Linked DNA regions of Oryctolagus cuniculus: region 1 is linked to region 2. The links are chromatin contacts, called in public Hi-C maps. All regions are on one chromosome and are shown on one strand. The core of a region is the stretch at or near the end of the contact, and the rest is flanking DNA. Distances in the headings are between cores, read along the strand shown. Region 1 overlaps ZFHX3 (zinc finger homeobox 3). Region 2 holds the start of LOC138846541 (spidroin-2-like).

Evidence for each region. A called contact is a pair of places that touch in the nucleus more often than the background predicts.
Region 1: a Hi-C map of psoas muscle shows a contact between it and region 2, with 1.9 times the contacts expected there. The contact joins the enhancer-like site here to the promoter of LOC138846541 in region 2. A contact is called at or near these places in 2 of 6 Hi-C or Micro-C datasets (ear pinna and psoas muscle).

Annotation. Positions count from the first base shown.
Region 1 is chr18:54,256,852-54,263,243 of mOryCun1.1, reverse strand. All of the region lies in intron 1 of ZFHX3 (zinc finger homeobox 3), which reads right to left. Among named protein-coding and RNA genes, the nearest start is that of ZFHX3, 88 kb to the right of the region's middle. Within about 2 kb of position 3,618, at least 2 of the 8 cell types and tissues checked have an H3K27ac peak or open chromatin away from gene starts, as enhancers often do.
Region 2 is chr18:54,196,967-54,203,465 of mOryCun1.1, reverse strand. LOC138846541 (spidroin-2-like) reads left to right here and starts at 3,280. Exons shown (of 2, transcript XM_070062556.1): 1 at 3,280-3,305; 2 at 3,434-4,889. The coding sequence starts at 3,280. The coding sequence ends at 4,889. The region is part of intron 1 of ZFHX3 (zinc finger homeobox 3); the gene reads right to left.

The sequences.
Region 1 (6,392 bases), core at 2,369-4,868, 59 kb before region 2:
GGGAAGGCTGGCAATCTGTGCTCTTAGCCTTCAAATTCCTGAGTCACCGTAGAAACCTCACTGCTCTAATTCTTTTATACACTGCCTACACACACACACACCGAGAGAGAGAAAGAGAGAGAGATGTCTTTGAAAAGTTGCATTTGCTTCCAGGTTCCCTGTTTAAAACCCTTCCTTCTCTTGGGCACTTTCAGATAAAAGCTGCGCTTGACTCCCTGGCCAGCTGTCAAATTCCGGCACTCGCTTGGCCTTCGACCAGCGCAGTCTCCCGTCTGAAGCGCCCAAGGCACAGCCCCGCCGGCAGAGCAGGGGTTAATGGAAGCGGACCGCAGCACAGTTGTTAAGGTAATCAATACCACTGAGATACTAAAGCAGCATAAGCCGCAATATTGATTGCCAAGCAGATGATAAAACTGTTTATTATGATAATTGCAGGGTCCCTGCAAGATGCTCCTAGCGCTTCCTAAAGCTGTTTACAGAACTAATAAAGATTTGCCATTGCAAGACCCTCCATCCTAACCATCACCCTCCCCCACACTGCTGCCCCTGTGCCCACCACCAAAGGGCAGGCCTTGCCCAGGGCCGCCAGAGGCAGAGCCTGCAAGACCCGGACCTCCACCGCTGCCCCCACCCCGCCAGCGACTTCAGGAAAACGGAGACGGAAGCCCGGCCGCCCAGACAGCCCAGGCCTTCAGATTTCCTCCTTAGAGTCCGCCACGTGATAATTACGGGGTTTTATCGATGGAGGGGGCTCGCGCAGGGCTCCTTGGGCTGACATCCATTTGCTACAACACATTGAAGAAACCACAGCACCACGGGTTGTAATTAAAACTTCTCTGGAGGACCTGGTGGCCGTGGACCTAACTGAGCACCATCAAGCACCCACTGACTCGAGACGCGTTCCCGCCAACACAGGTCAGGGTGACTTCGGTGCTCGGTGAGGCACGGGTCGTGACCCCCATCATGCCAAGGACGCCAACCGTGGCCATGAACTCTTTCTTGGTCCGGGTCCTGGCTGAGGACCCTGAGACCCAGGTCTTCGTATTTCCGAGATGAGCTGCAACGTGGCGGCTTCCCCCTGCAGAAGTGGGCATCTCACAGATTAGAGACACATGGGTCCAGCTGCTCAAGGACGAGTACAGCCAGCGAGTCCATTCTCAGATGAAGCAGGGAGCCCTCAGTACGGCAGAGCTCTGCAGATACGCGGAAGGTGAGCTTGCAGAATGCGAGAGAGCAGGAAAGGGGGTCAAATTGTAGAAGGAACCCAGCAGCGCCCCCGTGAGCAAGCTCCCATCCTCACTCAAGCCTCAACAGCCTCAGTCCACAGCAGCCAAGAGAATTTTGCCTGTAACAGAATTCAGCTGGACCTGAACTTCAAAACCGCAAGAGCAGTGTAAGGGGGGGAGCTGATGGGCCAAGGCACGACGACCGGGAAGCAGTCCCCCTGCGTTGTTCTTCCCCCAAAGCTGGGAGAAAGCATCCACTAGTGCTGCTGTCTGCCTCTGGCCACCGTCGCCTCCATTCAAGCAAGGAAGCTTCTTCCTCCCCAATCTTCTGCCTTTTTCGGCTACACCCAGCAGCCCCGGAAGGTCAATGGCCACAGAGCGTGCCTGTGCACACGCACACACAGTTTAATCTCGGGGACTTGAAGAGACACGCAGCTCCTTGGGAGACACCTGACTCTGCCCCACCTACTCCCAATCACACCGAAATCAGAGAGCTGGAGCCAGTTTTATGGAGAGTCTAATCCCTTCGCCAAAGACCTTGCCATGAACTCACAGAAAGCACGGCACGGCTGGAAGCGATGCGCCGGGGATTGCTTTAACCTGGTTACCTGTTCTCACAGGATCTGTTTGGCAACAAGGAATGGCCGGAGGAACTATGAGGCTCCCCTTTCACTGCACTTAGTCCATAGCACACTCGTAGGCAGGGTGGAGGAGGACAAGCCACCACCATCGACGCAACTCCAAGCTGGTGTCCACCTGAGGCACACGGCCCCACAGGGCCCGCAGTCACAAACACCTCCCTGGATCTGACACCAAGGGAAAACTGAACGCTAAGTGTGATCAATTCTGCTGTTACCCTTTAGCCTTGCCTGCACACAGGAGCTGGGCTCTCAACGATGACTTTCACAAAAAAATATACCCTAAGAATGGTATGGTCCACACTTGGAAACCCGCCCACAATGGCCAGCCAAGCCTGCCTAAGTGCTAAGAACCATTTAGGAGCATTGTAAACCATTAGGGCCATTAGCTCTAATTTGACCTCAACAAAATAAATCAACCCACTAGGAACAAATTTAGAAGCTTTCCAAAGTCAAGTTCTCAAACCCTGAAAGGCTCACAAGCACCAATGCAGGACAGGGCACAAACGGCCAGGCCAGAGCCGCTCCTGCAGCTCCCACCTTCCCCGCAGCCTGGAGGGAGCATGGACCCCTCACATCCCGCTGTGACGGCCGAGCCAAGGTGAGAGTTGGCACCCATCTCCCGCTGCTGTTTAAGGAACTTGCTCTCCTCCTTCCTCCGAGTTCACGCCACATGCAACTCTCCACCTGTGCCGCTCTGAGTGTCTCCTCTCATTTCCAAGACGTCCTGGTCGGCTCTCAAAGCTGCTGACTCTTAGCAAGGGGACAGGGGACTTGCGGCCACTCTACCTTTAAATGGGCAGGTATCACACATACATTAGGAACCAGGATTCCCTCACAGTAAGCCCAGTGCCAACACAGTAAATAATTTCTCCTACAAAACTTATAAGCATCAGCATACACTATAAATTTAAATTGTAAAATCGTCGTCATTTTTCATCTTTATTCTCCACTGATAATTACTTACTGCATGTTTGAATACTGATGCCACTGTCTTGATAAAGAAGCAGGAAATGAAATCAACTATGGTGGCTTCAAATGCCCCCAGTCCACAGGAGAAGCAAGCTAAGAACAAGCCCAGTGGACGAGTGGGCAGTCAGAGCTACAAACCCACTGAATTGTCAGTCGGCCACGGTCTCTTCAGGACGTCAGGGTGCTGGCCAAACCAGCTCGCAGTAACGGCAGATGGGGAGGCGGCGCGCACAGTTCCAGAACCCTGGAGTCTGGATTGCTGACCGCTGAGTCATCCTTGCCAACTCCACCCAGCACGAATTTCCAGGTATCAAATTATACGTTAATTATGCGAACATGGCGTTACAGGAGGGGAAGTGGTGTTAGTCAGCGCCAGCGGGTGGAAGTTCGGGAACAATTGAGTTTTGCGTAGCTGGTTTCATGCACTGGCCTGGGGCTGCTCTGGCTCAGGCAAAGAGCAGGAATTTGGAGTGGAAAGTCTGCTCTCCAAACCTGTCCCTGACCGGGCTGCCGCAGCAGCGGCCATCTCTCCCGACTCAGGGCCCAACTCAGGGCAGGAGTTTCCTCTTCCCTCTGTGCGTGTGTGAGACAAACCCAGCAGGGCCCAGACAGGCACTCCTCCCTGGGAATGCTACACCTCCCAGCACTGTCCCTCAGCAATCCCCAAGGTGTGGGTGACACCGCGTCCCCCAGGGCCTGGCTCTGAAGCCGGGGAAACGCACTGTCCCCGAGTAGAGATAGAACAGGATGTTCTTCAGGGGCTCCGGGGCCCATGTCTCTGACAGCAGGAACGTTATCAACCTAACACATCGTGCCCTTGTCCCCAGGCCCCTGCCAACCATGAACTGACCTTGCCCTGGTGAGAACCAGGGAGCCACGGCCAAGGCCAGGCCTGCCCAGCCAGGCAAGGGCCCAGCTCACGACCCAGGTGAGCACCTGGGACCTTGCCGCAGCTGCCGGGTGCGGGGGCGGAACACCCACCTCCTGCCAGCCCTGCTAGGTGGCGTTTTCTCCCAACAGCACATCCCGCATGCACACACCAGGGGGGCACGGAGTTAACACAACAAGGAAGTCCCGCACTCCACTCGGCAAAGCCTTACAGCTTTAGGAGACTACAGTACAGAGCACAGCACCAGTGTAATACCCAGTAAGATACAGCAGAGCCCTAGCACGCTATGTAATAGAGTATCAGCCTTCTCCAGAACCAGGTCAGTATACGATATGATACAGTGTATGCCATATACATATCATACAGATTTAGTATAGCATATGGCAAATGGTATAGTATTAGTATAGCAAGGTATACGGTCGGTATCCACTTTGAGTTTGGTTCACTATTAGTACAGTATAAAGTATGACACAGTACAGTGTGAGTACAGCATACTGAACAATCCAGTGGTAGTGTATAGTGTAGCAGCAGTATGGTCTAACGCAATATAGCATTACTACAGTTTTATGTAGTACAGCAATGGCTAAGAGCTTATGCTCTGGGCTGGCATCACGGCACTGAGGTCATTTAAAAGCTGCAAGTTATTAACCTACTTTGGGCTTAGATTCGTTACACATTTAAAGGGCACCAGGATCGTATGTGCCCCGTATGGTTGTAAGGATTACGGAGACAGTAAAGCATTCAGGATGGGAGCTGCTCAGTAAGTGTTACTATTAATGCTCAGAGAGACAAAGAGAGGAGAGAGTGCCTAGCAGTGACACTCAGACCCTACACACATGCCCAAGGCTCTGAGAAGAGCGAGTCGCCAGCAGTCACGCGTCTAAGGAAGAGCCAGGCCAGGCTCGCAAACAAGCAGGGCCCCCCTTAAGCTCAGGGCATGCGTTCCAAGATGGGTCTCAGATGCCTGAAGCCCCGTGTAGTACTGAACCCTACACACACTGCCTTTTTTCCTTATAAATTAGGCACAGTAGGAGATTAACAGTAATAATAAAATAGAACTACAACAATACATTATAATAAAAGTTATTTTAAGTCTGGAGTTGTGGCAGCACAGCCGGTTAAGCCCACATGGGCTCTGGTTTGTGCCCTGGCTACTCCACTTCCGATCCAGTTCCTTGCTAATGCACCTGGGAAAGCAGAAGACGGCCAAAGTGCTGGGGCCCTGCACCCCCTGGGAGACCTGGATAAAACTTCTGGCTCGCGGCTTCAGTCTGGCCTGGCCCTGACTGCTGCAGCCATTTGGGGTGTGAACCAGCAGATGGAAGATCTCTCTCTGTGTAACTCTGCCTTCCAAATAAATAAATAGATCTTTTTTAAGAATAAAAGTTATTTCAGAGTTAGGCAGTCTTGATTTCTGGACTTCTCCGTGTAATATTTTCGGGCCACAGTTGAGCACGGTAACTGGAATGCAGAAGAGGAACCAGTGGATAGTGGGGCTCCTGTACTGAGGCCTGCAGCCGTTCCTCTCCAGGTGTCCCTGCCGGCGCCACTGGCCACAGGCAGGACGACCCTGGGCAGTTACAGGTACGCATCTCGTACTCCCATCATAGCTCTGTCCCATTTACCTGCGATTCCTCGGCCATCCCCTCTTGGAATCCTCAAGAGCAGGCGCTTACGGCTTTCAGCGGGGCCCAACAGAAGACCAGCATAAAGCCAACCACGCGGCGCAGGCGGCATCAAGAGGCAGCAGGCAGGATGCCCTGAGCTGGGGGAGCTCGCTACCCGCCAGGGGCCGCGGCTGCACCCATCTTTCCCACTGCAACGACAGTGACAAGCCAGGCTGGGGTTTCCTCCCCAACTCCTTGCCCCTCGCTAAAGCCCCGCCTCCCCATGAAAGGCACCTGGGAATTCCCTCCAGGCTCCCTGAGAAAGGTCGAGATGGGTTATCAGGCTCCAGACCTCTGGTCATCAATAGCACTCCTGCCTCTCCCCTCCCCCCAGCAAGGTCCCTCCCGAAGGCGGCTCCCCAGCCTGCCCCCATGAGTGCCTTTCTCCTGGTACAGCTATCACAAGAGGGCTGTTCAGTGAGAGGACCTCCGGCTGGCCTCTCCCGACAGGCTCCAGGCTGCCTCTGTAAAGCCATCTAATGCCAGGCGGGGTAATTAGCGAGCCCCGACTAATTGCAGCTTCTAACTATGCTGGACCAGGATTGCAAAAATTCCCCGGGAGGCCCTGTCCGCGGGACCCCAACCCACACAGAGGCAAGTGCTCCAGGGCAAAAAGAGGGACTCAGCAACATTTGAGGGAGGCCAGCACTTCCCGGGTTTTAATTAAAGTGGGACCCGGGTAAGAAGGACAGCTTCGACAGGAAATTGGTACAGAAAAGAGAGGGGCGGTGGGGGGAGAACGGCAGAGCCCGGCCAGGCAGGGACAAGCTCTCGAGGTGCATGGCCACGCACAGAAGAACTTTCACACAGAGATGGAGCACCGTCGAGGAGCCTGAGAGCTGAGAGGCCACAGAGACAAGAAGGCGGGCCTCACCCCGACGGCTCCAGGGCTGGGCCTGCTTGCACAACGCACAGCCCACACCCCTCACCGGTCTACTCACAATCACTCCTCGCCCCCAGTGGCCTGCACACCCTCGTCCACCTCACAGAAGACCACAGA
Region 2 (6,499 bases), core at 2,031-4,530:
GGAGAGCAGCAGGAAAGGCCCAAACCCCAGTTGCTGTCCCCCTCTCTGCTGACCCTTAATATTTATTGGTGTTTATAATCTAAAAGCCATGCTCCGGGTTTCACTTAATACAAGGCCAGACAGCGCTGTCTAATGAGGCAGCATTACAATCAGCTTGTAATACTGAATTTTTAATGCTGCCAAGGATTCTGTTACATAATAATATGAAAAACAGAAGCCGAAAGTGGCCTCGCAGGGACACAGGCCTGGCCTCCCCTCCCTCCGTGCCACCCCACCTTCTGATCCGCAAGGGGCCATCCATCCCCATGCAAGAGGTCGGCATGGGAACCAAGAGGACTTCGTAGGAAACCCGCACTTGTCATTATTTTATTAACACCATTATGATTATCACTATTTTATACTTTCTGATCCAAAGTTTTATTTCACCAGTTTGAGCTCTAGCTTACCTGGGGTTTGAGGTCTGAAATAGAAATTAATTTTGGGGGAAGGAGGAGGCCAAAGAGACAAAGCCTGTGGGGGAGGGGAGAGGGCAGCTTATTTTAAGCAAAACAACCAATTTGGGGGAAAAAAAATCACAGAGGGAGGAAGAAGTAAGGGGGGTGGGAGACTGCAGCCGGCCGCCCACAGTCACAGCTGCGGCATGCAGTTTACATTGGTGTAATTTAAAAGCATATATATAGCCACCGTTGCTCCTCTCTGTAATACCCCAAGACTGTAAATCTATAACCACTGCAATGATTTAGTGATTAAAAACATGATAACATATTGTGTAACTGCAAACCACAGAACCCCTGCCAACTCCCCTCCAAGATAAAGGGGAAAAAAATACAGAAAATGTGTTGCTCGCAGCGATCTTCCTAAATCCAAAAGATTTTAATAAAAGAACCTCTACAGTAGGCGCTTCGGAAAAGGGTGAGTGAGTTCTGTGTGAAGCCAGCAAAGGGAGGGAGGAAAAAAGGCAGCTTTATGTGGGATTCTTTTCCTTGTACTAACAAATTACGTCCTAAACATGCCTTTTCTTTTCTCTCTCTCTCTCTCTTTTTTAATAGTTTGTTGTAACTGGAATAACTGGTCTTGTGCACTGTCTTGCATATTCAAAGCTGCTTTGTAATTGGATCTGGAGACCCAACCTTATTTGACTGGACTCAATAGGGTGGTTTTTTTTTTTTTCTTTCTCCCACTCTCCCCCTCCTCTCTTGTTTTGTTTCCAAGTCAGTACCATCGGTTTTCTGTTGTTGCTGGGAGCAGAGGCTTAGGTGCCTTTAAGCCTGAGACCCAGCACCTGAGACTGCGAAGGCACAGTCTGTGACACGTCAGGAGGAGTCTAAAATATACCCACAAAAATAAAATCAAAGCAGCTGTAGGGGTTCTGGCCTCTGGACAGCTGACCTGACCCTGCGCAGTATATTCTTTTATTTCCCCAATGCAGGATTCCTGCAGCATGGGTCAGATTCGAACTCAACGTGACCCCGAGGAGAAGGCAGTCACCCAACCTTGGAAAACTGCTCCATATTTAATGTGGGGGGGGGAGCATGTGCATATGCATTCCTACTCCCCCAGTGTAGTACCTACACAGTGTGCACGGACACACACACACACACACACACACATCAGTCAAGACTGCCAGGCCACAGGGCCAACTCCAGCCCAGTTCTCAGCCCACACCACCAAGAGCCTGAATTCTCCCTGTAGCCCCCCAAAACCTTCCTCCAGCTCCCTCGTGCACGCGTGCACATGTACACACACACACACACACACACACACGGACCAATTCTCCTCCAGAGGCTTTCTATGTTTAAAAAGTCCACAGATCTGATCATCTCCTCTCTGGACCAGAGCAGGGCAGTTTATCCAGAGAAATCAATAGGAAAGAGCATTTGCAAATATTTATATAAGCCCTGTGCGTTTCAGCATTAAGTAATTAAAAACTAAAGCCCAGGGAGGGAAGGGGAGGAGACAGGCAGACAGAGGAGGCCGCTGGCCTCCAGTGGGCTCTCCTGCCCACACCTCATCTCCCCAGACCGCAACCCTTTCAAAACTGACGCCGTGCACACTTTTACGAAATCCTGTGCGTGCACCATTTGCTAGACTATTCCAAAATTATCTCCAAATATGGATTCACCTACCACCACGCTTTCCACACTGTGTCTCTCTCTGAGCAGCTGACACTGCTCCCATCTCCAGTATGTTACTCCTGCACTCCTGTCTCTAATGTACCCGCATCAAGCTAAGAAATCTAACACCACAGATGAGAAGAGGACTTCAGAAGTGGTCACGCCATAAGCGAACTCCCACCCCGTTGGACTGCCCTCAGTCCATAAGATATCTGCTCCGTGGGGGCTCAGCACCTGACCTCCACACATGTAAACAAATGCACCCCCCCAAAAAAAACCACACACACACACACAACTCCAGTGGAATGAAGGAGTTTGAAAAGGAGCCACTATGGAATGGACTTCCCCTAGATCGTTCCGGGGAGCTGGGCCGTCAGTTCTGGCGCCTTGTGTCCGCTGCAAGGTGGGGAGCGAGGCGGCGGAGCCCCCCGCTGTAGATACCACAGAAATGTTCAGTAATGTAGGTACACGGCTGCAACTCAATGCCCTATTGATTATGCAGATGGGGATCAATCCCTGCCTTCCCCAATCTCCCAAGCACCTCCAAAGCAGCCCGTGTGCAACTAGCTATTCTCCCAAAGTAGCGAGCAAAAAGCAGAAAAAAAACATAATATATCCCCGACCGTCCCCCACAGAAAGGGCCGAGCCTCTTTTTTTTTTAATTCCGAAGTGAATTTATGTCCTGCAATTTGCATTACAGCCGAGCCATCAGCATCTGTCATATTCTTCAAAGGTACTTAACAAACCCTCTTTTAAAACTCACTACAACCGGAGGCCACAAAAAGGCAGTCAGTCTCCTTCTTCCATGGAGCCCTTAGATCAAGTTTCAATAATTGAGACCAATAAAAATTATCATATTTACCCTACTTCAAAGCAACAAGGGGCGAAGTTAAGAGTGGGTGATTTTTGAAAGCATTTGCAATCAAAGAATTTGCTCCAGTCGAAGATATTGCACAACATCTTACAAAAGTCAGATCCCAGCAACAGATTAATTCGCAGGCAAAGTAAAATATTTTTATATTTTAATTTAATAGATCCACAAGAAGCCTCTGAACATCGAGTCCAAACACAATTTAAACACACTGCATGAAAGGCGCTAGGATCCACTCTCCAACAGATATGCAAAAGGACGGACATTAAAATGCATGATGTAAAATTCAGGAACATGGTTTTCGCATCTCGTGGAGCCGGGTGAGGGCTCAGAGTGCAGAACCGAACGTAAACAATCCCAGATTCTCGTGAGCCAAAAAAGAAAAAAAAAGAAAAAAAAAAAAAAAAAGGAATCCTCCGGTGTCTCTCAACTCGGCCGGTCGAGCGAGGCCGGCCAAGCTGGGTCTGGCCCTGGCCGGCGGCGCAGCCCCGAGCCCCCGGGAGCCCCTAGCGTCCAGGGCAGAGCCCCTGCGGGCGCTCGCGGCGGCGCCGCCGGCGGGGCAGGGCGGACAGCGCTCAGGTGGACGACCGCGCGGCCGCCTCGCCCCCTCCCGGGGCCCGGGGCTCGGGTCCGGCTCCGGCCGCCGCGGCAAGTGGAGCCCCGGCGCGGACGGCGCCCGCCCGCCGGCGGCAGCCGCGGCCACTGCTCCGGGCCGGGTGCGCGCCCCGCGCGGCGGCTCAGCCCGGAGCCCCGGCGCCTCTCGGGGTGGGGCAAAGTTGGGGGCCGGGGGCGGCGGGGGCGGGGGCGCTCGGCACCGCGGACCCCCCCTCCACACACTCACACACACACTCACACTCACACACACGCCGGCCGCCGCCTTTGTCTCGGCGCTGGGACCCCGGCCGCCCTCCCGCCCTCGGCCCGCGCCCCGGCCGGCCCTGCCCGGCGGCGCCTCCAAACTCGCCGCGCGGGCCTCGCCCCGGGCGCCTCCACCCTCCCGGGGGTCGCGGCGGCGGCGGCGGCTGCGCGGGGGCCGGGGAGGAGGGGGCGGCCCGGGCTCGGCGGCGGCGGCGGCGGCGGCGCGGGAGGAGGAGGAGGAAGAAGAAGAGAAAGAGAAAGTTTGGCGCAGGGGGAAGGCGAGCGGGACGCAGCGAGCGAGCAGGGCGCGGGCGGCGGCGGCCGGGCGCGGGAGCCGGGAGGGGGCAGGACGAGCCCCATGCAAAGCAGCCCGGGCGCCCCGAGGAGCCCCGCGTCCGGGCGGTGGCGGCGGCGGCGGCGGCGGGAGGAGGAGGAGGAGCAGGCGGCGGCGGCGGCGGCGGGAAAAAAAAAAAAAAAAAAAAAAAGAGGGAAAAGTTGCCACTTACGCGGTTGCTTCTCCGGCGGCGGCGGCTGCAGCGGCGCTGCTGGCGGCGGCGGCGGCGGCGGGAGCTGGCGGCGCTTTTAATCCCGAAAAGAGGCGCTCGGGCCGCGGAGCCCATCAAGGCAGCAGCGGCGGCTGGCGGGGGTCGGCGGCGGCGGAGGACGCGCTGCTGGCGGCGGCGGCGGCGGCGGCGGAGCTGGAGCGCGCTCGGCGGAGCCCGGGGCGGGAGGCGGCCGCAGCCGGGGAGCCGGAGCCGCCGCCGCCGCTGCCGCCGAGCAGCATGGTTGGCGGGGAGTTTACAGCCCCCGGAGCGGGCAGGGGCCACGGAGGAGAAGCGGCGGCGGCGGCGGCAGCGGCTCTAGGCTGTAATTGGGATGCAAAGCAGGCGGCGGCGGCGGCGGCGGCGGCTGCGGCCGGGAGGAGGAGGAGGAGGAGGCGGCGGCGGCGGCGGCGGTGGCTGCAGCGGTCGGAGGGGACGCGCTGGAAGTGGGAGCTGATGAGTGAAAAGAAAAAAAAGTCTTTGGATCTTTATTCTGCTAATTAGTTTCCTGCAAAAAATGGCTGTGATTAATTCAGTGCGCATGTGCTTCATTACCCAGGCACGACGGGAAGGGCTAATTAGCCACCTTCTGGATCAATAAGATTCAGCAAAAAAGAAAAGGGGGAGGTGGAGGGAGGCAGAGGGGAGGAAGGGAGGGAAAAAAAAAAAAAACCAGGGGAAAGTGATGAGCAGAGCAAAGAGAGCAGGAAGAGAGGATGGGAGAAGAGGCTGGGAAGAGGGAGAGAGGCACCCAAAGTTTATGCATGTATTAAAAACACACACACACCACGCCACACCACACGCACACACACACACACACCCCAGGAGTGAGCGCACGCAGCCAACAATGGGAACCTGGCTAAGATTTTTTTTTAAGATTTTTTTTTCTTTCCTTTCTCTCCCCCCCCCCCTCTTTCTTGTTCTCTTTCTCTCTCCTTTTTTTTTTTTTTTTTTTCCAGCAAATGCGGTTGTGTCTAAATTAAATAGGAAAAGAGCATCTTCAAAGAAGAGGGTGCTGATCATGGGAGTGGGACAGCTTCCAGCGAAGGAGCAGGGGAGGGAGCGGAGACTCCGAACGGGGGCCACTTTAAATAGCAAATCTGAGGATGCGTGAAGAAAATAGGGGGAAAACTTTAACACGTAGCATAGCCTAGGCAATTTATATCTAATATGTTAATTTTGTCTTCTGACATAAGACGCAATCAATCTTCTCCGGTTCTTTAGAAGGGGAGGGAGGGGGGGTGATGAGTAGAAGGAATAAAAGGAGGAAAGGGAATCAGAACTGAAAGGCGTAACTTTAGGAAAGACAAGAAAAGGGAAAGTTGCACTTGGAGACAAGTCTAACTTTCTACCTTTCTGGACTTAAGAGAAAAGTAAAATCAATTTTCTCGTGTAAAACCTGGAAAGCAGATGTTTTCAAAACACAGGAAGCTATTTTGCCATCAAAAGCGGGGATGTAATAAAGGCAGTGAAAAATAATTTCAGACTACGTTCGTAAGAAAGAAAGCCAATATATTTAAATAGCGAGGAAAGGTCTGGAGTGTAGGAAGAGGGGAAAGTACATACCCCTGCCCTAAAAAAAAAAAAAAAAAAAAAAAAAAGTCCACCAGCTACCTCCAAGAGTTTGGAGCACAGTCTTGAAGTCAAAGGGCTTGAAGGGAGAGGATGGATTTCAGATAAAGGCTAGGAGCGGTACATCCCACCAGAGCCCACAGGAGATCCCTGGACTCAAAGACAGCAGCCAGGGACCCTGCTCCTGCACCAATTCTCAGTACATCAAAGCCATCACTTAGGCTGGTGCAGGAGACCTCCAAAAAGCAAGCAAACAAACGCAGGAAGAACAAGAGTCTCTCTCTCTCTCTCCTCTCTCCCTCCTCTCTCTCTCTCTTTCTCTCTCTCTCTCTCTCCCCCCCACCCTTCTCTCTCTCCCCCTCTTCAAATCCTAGCCTCAGCGTCACTGCTACTGCCACAGATTTTTTTTTAATGACAAGTATGTATTTATGTAAGTTCTAAATATGAACTAGTACCATTGAAATTACAATGTCTGGAGTAAAATAAAATACAATCTGCACGTTAAGTGATCTGCAAACAAATGTAAAAGCAACATTTATGTT